Regions from separate parts of the Mus musculus genome. Here region 1 is linked to region 2. A link is a contact called in public Micro-C data. All regions are on one chromosome and are shown on one strand. The core of a region is the stretch at or near the end of the contact, and the rest is flanking DNA. Distances in the headings are between cores, read along the strand shown. Region 1 overlaps Dlc1 (deleted in liver cancer 1). Region 2 overlaps Dlc1 (deleted in liver cancer 1).

The links. A called contact is a pair of places that touch in the nucleus more often than the background predicts.
Region 1: a contact with region 2 is called in a Micro-C map of brown adipocytes, with 2.6 times the contacts expected there. The contact joins two enhancer-like sites. A contact is called at or near these places in 5 of 484 Hi-C or Micro-C datasets (adipose-derived mesenchymal stem cells, brown adipocytes, cerebral cortex and 1 more) and 1 of 115 datasets of contacts at active chromatin or transcription factors (fibro-adipogenic progenitors).

What each region holds. Positions count from the first base shown.
Region 1 is chr8:36,896,634-36,900,436 of GRCm38.p6, forward strand. All of the region lies in intron 2 of Dlc1 (deleted in liver cancer 1), which reads right to left. Among named protein-coding and RNA genes, the nearest start is that of Dlc1, 54 kb to the right of the region's middle. Within about 2 kb of position 2,533, at least 28 of the 459 cell types and tissues checked have an H3K27ac peak or open chromatin away from gene starts, as enhancers often do. A contact at or near this core is called in brown adipocytes, where this site is marked.
Region 2 is chr8:36,601,756-36,605,759 of GRCm38.p6, forward strand. All of the region lies in intron 5 of Dlc1 (deleted in liver cancer 1), which reads right to left. Among named protein-coding and RNA genes, the nearest start is that of Trmt9b, 150 kb to the left of the region's middle. Within about 2 kb of position 1,961, at least 43 of the 459 cell types and tissues checked have an H3K27ac peak or open chromatin away from gene starts, as enhancers often do. A contact at or near this core is called in brown adipocytes, where this site is marked.

The sequences.
Region 1 (3,803 bases), core at 1,283-3,782, 300 kb after region 2:
GCTGAGCAAGCCGTGAGTAGCAAGCCCTCTATGGCTTTTGTATAAGTTCCTGCCTCCAGGTTCCTGACTTGAGTTCCTGTCCCTGACTCTCCTCAGTGATGGAAGTATAAGCTGGAAGATAAGATGAAATCAACTTTCTTCACCAAAGTTGCTTTTGGTCAAGGTGTTTCATCACAGTGATAGAAAGACAACACTGAGCCTGACTTTCAACTGAATCTAGGATTCAGTTTTGTGAGGGCTTTAAAATATTTTATATGAAAAATGCAGTAACCCATAAGAGTTGTCTAATGAAAAATGTTTAGTGAATTTTATTTAAAGTAAATATTTTTATATCTGTCCACAACATGCCTGATCTGAGTAAATTAACTTCAAAAATGATAACACAATAGAAACCGAGATTTTTGTTCTCTTACATGTAGCTAGAAATGAGACTGAAATAATTCAGACTTGTTAGCAAAGTGTTTAGGTATCCTTATGCCCAAATTAATTATGTAATTGATGTAATTCAATGAGTTTTTATTTTTTGCCTTTTTCCTGATACTCACTCAACGATACAGTAATTAGGAGGAGATAAATAGCCTGTTGAGTTTGATACGTTCTTCTCCAACAATAGCGCTTCAATTCCTCACAATGCTTTCAGAAGGAAAATGTGCTTCAACTGTGGTACCACACATATGGCAGAAATGACAGCCGTGACCAAGAAATGCTTACTGCCCAATATATCTGACCAACCCATACTATTATGAGCAAATCTGCTAACAGTTTTAGTTGTTGATTAGTTTACACACACTCCTACCCTTGGAGTTTGGTGGCTCTGGTGCTGGGGAGTTTCTTATGTGCTTCCATGGTCTGTATTTGTTCCATGTTACCTTCACAGCTATGCTGACTGCAATTTCCAGATGACAGGGGCGATGACTGAGTGATCACAGAAATACCATCGGCAGCTTACAGTTTCTTGGCCTTTGTATCTCTCAGAAGGAATCCACTGTCATTATCTTACAATATCCTCACACTAACATGGTCAGGTAATTTAATCCTTATTTTATAGAAGAAATAGGAAATAGCTAAGTGACTGTCCAAGTCACACAGTCTGGGGAGAAGTTTTGCTAAGAAATATTTAAAAAAAATATTTTAGATAAAGTATTTTGAAAGAATCTTTAAAAGAAATATTTAAAAACATAAAATTAAAATTGTAATTATTTATCAAAATTAAGAATAAGATAATATGACTATATACAAGCATTAAGAAAACTCAAGCTGAAATACCCAACAAAGGGGAAAGAGAACCTGTAGAGACCATATCCAGAGGTTAGCCATGGCCCCTGGTTAAAGGATAGGGCCACTCACCCTTCAAAAAATTTTAACCAGAATTTCTCCTGTCTTAAAGGAAGCGCAGGGACAAGGCGTGGATCAGAGACTGAGGGAGGAGTTGTCCAGGAACTGTCCCACCTGGGGGTCCATCCCATGTGCAGCCACCAAACCTAGACACTTGCTGATGCTGGGAAATGCTTGCTGGCAGGAACCTGATGTAGATGTCTCCTGAGAGGCTATGTCAGAGCCTTTTGTATGCAGATGTGGATGCTTGGAGCCGAACATCGGACTGATCACAGGGTCCTCAATGGAGGATTTGGGGGAAGGACTGAAGGAGCTGAAGGGGTTTGCAACCCCATAGGAAGAATGATAACATCAACCAACCTGAATCCCCAGAGCTCCCAGGGACTGAGCCACCAAACCAAGGAGTACACATGGAGGGACCCATGGCTCCAGCTGCATATGTAACAGAGGATGGCTTTATGAGGCATCAATGGAAGGGGTAGCCCTTGGTCCTGTGGAGGCTCAACGGCCCAGTGTAGGGGAATGCTAGGGTGCTGGGACTGGAGTGGGTGGGTGGGTGGGTGGGTGGGTGGGTGGGGGAGCACTCTCGTGGAGGCAGGGGTAGGAGGGTGGAGTGGGGATTTTCGAGAGGAGGGGGAACCGGGAGGAGGGATAGCATTTGAAATGTAAATAAACAAAATAACAAATAAAAGTTAATAATAATAAAAGAAAACTCAAATGAAACGTGTATGGGCCAAAGCATAGTTATATGCAAGTCAGTCCTGGCCTTTGCTTTGTCTAAAGTCAAGATGATTGGCTAAGCAGCTGTGCTAGCTGGCCCTTTAACTTCCAGGGATTCACTCTGCTCTGCTTCCCCTCTCGGTAGCAACACTGGATTACAGATGTTTGGCTGCACCTGGCTTCTACATGGGGATCCAGACTCAGACCCTGATGCTTGTCGATCAAGCACTGTACCCACCGAATCACCTCTCTGGGCTCTGAAGAGTTAAAGGTCAAAAAGTATAGGAGAAAAACACATCCTTTCTAAGTATTCAGTCTTTGTTCATAGTAATGATGAAATTCAAATGTTTGTAATCACAAAATTACAAAAGACAAATTTCTCAGATGACAATTATAACAGGGTGGATGGGTTGGGATATTCTCCTCTATTATTTTTACTGAGTCTGAACTGGACAACCAATTCATTTGTCTGGCCCGAGGAAGTGATCTGTCACAGGAGATCGAATGACTATCCCCAAAGGAATTTGTAGAAATGCCACTAGTCTGGCTGGGTTTTCTTTTTATTTAATTACTTATAATTTGAAACCACACCATGGTCTCCTTAGTTACCACTGCAGAATCACTAAAGTTTAATGTAGTAACGATGCCTCATTAAAGAGATCTTAAGATATATGAGTTCCCGGTTTATGCTATTGAAGCAAATAAATACATCCTGAGACTGTAAAACATGATTGTCTTATTAATGACCATTTCCTCAATACCCCTCCCCCCCAAATGAGAACATGCTGTGTAAACTTCTAAAATAAAAGTGCTAAGCTTAAAGTGTTTCTCCTGGTCAAAAGATAAAACTAAAATACTTTCACAACCTCTGCTCTAGGATTCCTTGATTCGGATTTTTAAAATTTATTTTGTTTTATTTTATTTTTATAAAGGGAGTGATGAAAAAGTCAGAATTATTTTTTTGGACTACGTGCAGTTTGGCTTGTTCATGTAGTTACAAAAAAAAAAAAACCCAAATGTTTATCCAACAAAATGCTGAGAATCATGTCTCCTGGGAAATTTACACAAGGTCATAGTTTTATGAGCATTAAAAAAAAATCCTGTAAGGCAAAGGAGCGTGTAATATGAGAAAGCAAAGAAGCTGAGAAAGAAAAATTCAGATTTTGGTGGCTAAAACATCTATTCAGACAAAAGGTTACTGTTTTGCTAAAGTACTATATTTCATTTGCAAAAACATATTTGAATAGCGCATTTTTTTATACATACATATACTCTCACACATATTACTCTCTCTCTCTCTCTCTCTCTCTCTCTCTCTCTCCTGAGAAGCAAAAGAGTAGTGCTCAAACTTCAGCACTATTACAAATAAAAGAGTTAAAGTTTTAAACAAAACTGTCTGATGGGTCTTTAATATATAGACGTGTTAAAAAAAGTTTGTTAAAACTTGTAGGATGCGTAGGGGCTGGGACAACTTGCTACAGATAAAAGGTTCTAAAGGCTCGGTTGTCTGCAAGCAGACAGTATGGCTGTAGCTCCTCTGAATTCTGGGAATTTCAGTAGTTTCTTCTGTGCACTACTGAATGCCCACATTGCAAGTGCATAGTCCATGGAAGACTTATGCCAATGATTTGTTGAATGGCTGAGAGATCATGACATGCTCACAGAAAATATGTGAGAACCTATTAGATACCAGAACCTAGGTTTCTTAGTTTGAAGTGGAACCTTTGTCTATAAATAATTCCTTGTGG
Region 2 (4,004 bases), core at 711-3,210:
GTGTGCTTGGTGCGCAGAGAGGTGAGAAGAGGGTGTCAGACCCCCTGGACCTGGAGTTACAGAGGGCTGTGAGCCACCGTGTGAGTTCTGGGAATGGAACCACAATCCTCTGAAAGAGCAACAAGTGCTCTAAATCACTGAGCCATCTCTCCAGCCCCACAAATTCTTGGCCTCTTAAAAGGATAGTTAAGATACCTCACTGTTTCCACGTCCTTAGAGACTATTTTTAAAGAACAGACTGTTGGACATTAAATAATAGTTAAAAAGTAATGTTTGCTTTCTTATTATTTCACTTAAAAAGTGGCAAGTTAGCTAGAAATTCGAAGCACCCGCCCAGTTTTGGGCATGTCAGAGAGTGCACATACAAGGCCCTCATCAGGCGCTAGAGTCTCAGACCTATTTACACATGTTCCCAATATTCTTACTAAAGCGGCTTCATGTTGAAAGGTATGTGAAAGAGGCAGGATATTTTTTTCCAAACCATCTTTACATGTATAAACGTAATCCTTTACATACCACAAGAACTTTTCACAGACATTAATCCATTAAGGTCCCAATCAAGGACATCTGAGGCTGGCCTGAGTCTCAGTTGTTGGCTGGCCTGTGCCTCTCTGTTATTTTATATCATTAAGAAAATGTCATGTTCTCATTCAAGCCTAAACTGACACCACACAGTCACTTCTAGGGCTGCTCGGTTAGAAAAGAAATGGTGTGGTCTGGGGGGATGGCTCTGTGGGTGAGAACATTCACTCTGCAAGCGAGAGGTTCTGAGTTCAAATCCCAGCACCCATGCAAAAACCCAGGCAGACAGGTAGACGACTGAGACTCCTGGGAACACCAAACACTAGTTCATTTCCCCACACTGATCCTAATATCTGCTCACATCACCCTCAAGAGAAATGATCCTAAAACACAGATGGAAGTGTTTAACCACCTTTCTTCAAAAAAATGAGCTTAATGTCGCAGGTGAGTGAGGGAACAGGGCCACATAGAACGCTAGTTTCTTTGGAATAGAGTAGACTTTTCCTTTTGGAGGGAAAAAAAAAAAACTGTAGCAGTGAAAAAGTTTAAGATATTGAAAATGAGCCCGGGAGGTAGCTAGGTGGATACATGGTGTTCTTGCACAAATCTGATCAGTGCAGTTCAGTCCTGGAGCCTAGGAGAGACCTGGAAGCTGTACTCTGACCTCTGCATACATACCACAGCACGAACATAGGCGTGTACGCGCGCACGCCTGTACGCATGCGTACTAAATCTCAGAGCCCACCACCAGAAGCCTGTGCGCCAGGACCTTAGCATCTCCCCCTGCTCTCTAGCAACACTTCCACCTGGCTCCAGGGTAGACCTTGAGTGCAGGTGGATGGTGCTTTGAGAGCAGCGAGGATGATGGGTTTAAAACAGAAAGGCCTCCGGAGACTTGAAAGTACAATGGCGACACAATGAAGCTTGCAGACAAGGGTTCTGCTAAGCAATCGACAGGCAAACAGGTTAAGGAGGAAACGGGAAGTTTTTCTTGGAAGCAGCTTAGTCGCTGGTCAGTCACAGCTCTGCACATGAGATGAATGAGCGCTAAGACCCTTTGTGCATGGCTGGGAACCCTTAGCCCGTATTTACACATTTCCTGGCTGGCTGGGATGCCCCTTTCTTCCTCCCCCAACACCTTAACCTTAAGTCTGCAGACGGTCCCTTAGCCAGCCATCCTGCCGCTGAGCTCTGCTGTTCTGAGCAGATCAAGCGGTCGCCCAGAAGTCTAAACAGGCTGCAATACTTCCCCAGTGGGAACATGTGGATTTCTTTCCTTCTTTCCCCATATACCTGCTCATCATATTTCTCCCTTCAAAGAAATGCCAAGGAATCAGAGAATGCTACAAAAAGAAAAACGCAGGCACTTTCCCCCAATTCCTTGCAAGTCCTGAAGTAAGACAGATGTGTGGGCAAAGGTTCATGTGTACAGAGAGCTACGGGCAGACAGGGGTGGGGGTGGGGCTTTCAAATCCAAACCAAGATTCCTTCCTGGCCCTGGCTGACAGATTCCTTCCAAAGGGAAGAAGAAAGCGGCCAGCTTATCTGTCTCTCCGCTAGGTCAAGGAGGTCAGCAATGCACACAATGGCTTTGGTAACAGCCCACCTTCACCCAGAGGGTGCGGCTCATGGATGGGTGGGTCATCTGCAGAAGCATCCTGGCCCACAAAGGAGTAAGGTAGTTAAAATATCAGGGACCAGAATGATTCTTAACCCTGGAGAAGTGGTAACACTGTCTTGAAAAGACTTTATACAAATGCCAAAGACCATCCAGTCCACAGCACAGACATCTTCTTTTATAAAAGCCCTCTAAGCAATGTACGTGTAGGCAGGACTGACTCCCCTGCATCTCCCCACAGCATGGTCTCTCTCCAGTCACTAGTGTATTCTAGGGTCTAGTATATTCTTTTGTCCTTGAATCTCCCTTTGACTCTAACAGATTTTGAGTAAACCTCTCTCCATCCTTACCTCCAGCAAGCTCTATGGGAACCTAGTGTGGATTTCCCACACCACATACTTCCCTATGTCCCACGCTGCTTGGAACTCCTCAACAACTTCCTATCATCTTTGAGTGACAATCCAACCCCTTAGCCAAGTCCTTGGGCTCTCCTACCTTGGCCTCTTGGCTTGCCTTCTCAGCTCTTGAAAGGCCTCCAGTTGGAAGCTCTCTCCGTTCCCAGGATACCCTGGCTATCCAGGGCTGGTATTCTCTTTAGACTTCAATAAACACCCCCATCTTCACCTCACCAACTTCCTCCTTAACTCAAGTACACCCCTAAAATACTCCCTTTTTGTACCCCAGAACCATGTGCTGATTGGTTGTAAAAATGCAAAGAAAAAAAAGTCCAATTTTGAAATTTTCATTTCTTCAAAGGCAGACTAAGGACTTTCACTTGACAACTGCAAGAATAAATGTTAAACACACACAACTGCCAACTCTGGCTATCAGGAGTTATCTATGTAAGATGAATTCCAACTAGGGCCAAGTCACATAGAATACTTACTTGATATTTTTTAAGCTCCAATGTTATCTAATCACAGGAAAGATTCTGAGAGCAGCGAGGCTGCATTCCTACCCTCAGGTGCCTAAAAGAAAATTCCAAGCATCTATGGCATATATTCTGGAAGCTTCTTGGGAGACAGGGTAATCACTCAGTCTGGGCTTTGGGCAGACCCAAATCCACCGTGGGGCATTAAGTAAAGCAAGCCAGCCTGTATATTCTCCTTCGTGTGGTCTGGTCTTTACTTTCTGAACTAGGTGAGCGGCCAGCTATCTTCAGGGATGATCAGAGAGCCCCAAGTTCCTGCCAAGTAGGAGGCCAGGTGGAAAGGCTTGCCACAGCCCTCCCCCATCCCCCCACTTCACCCCCAATGCAGGGGCCTGATGACCCTCTGCCCTTGTCTCTGGAATCATTTAGTTACTCAAGTGTTCCTCTAGGGCCTGGGAGTTTGTAAAGTCCCAAGTGATTTGTTAAGTCAGCCCCAGAGAATCCCCTTCCCAGTGGGAAGTCCTGTGGGGAGCTTCTAAGGCCAGGCTGCTGACTGCACCCCACCTATGCCCACTCTGCCACCCAATACTACCCGCCCCTCAACTGATCCAGCATCCCTGGCTTCTCCCTACCCACGCCCCTTAGTCTTCCTTCTTCTTCAGCGTGTACCATGTATGTTCCCTGAGCCCTCTCTGTAAGCTCCAAGAATAAGTCTGTCCACTTCGTTCACGGATCTCCCCCAAGTTCCACCCTATTTTGTGGCAGTGTGGTCCTCCAGTAAATAAATAACTGTGTAGCTAAACCATTGATTTAATTTTCATTCCAGTAATCGTTAATTTTGATTAACAACTACAGCAAGAAATACACTTTACAGATTAACATGCATGGATACAACAGTAACATCTGAGTGCAGATGTATGTATGTATGTATGTATGTGCATGTAAACCTCAGGTTTCATACAACAGTTACAGGCTCTCTAAGCGTCTGCCTCT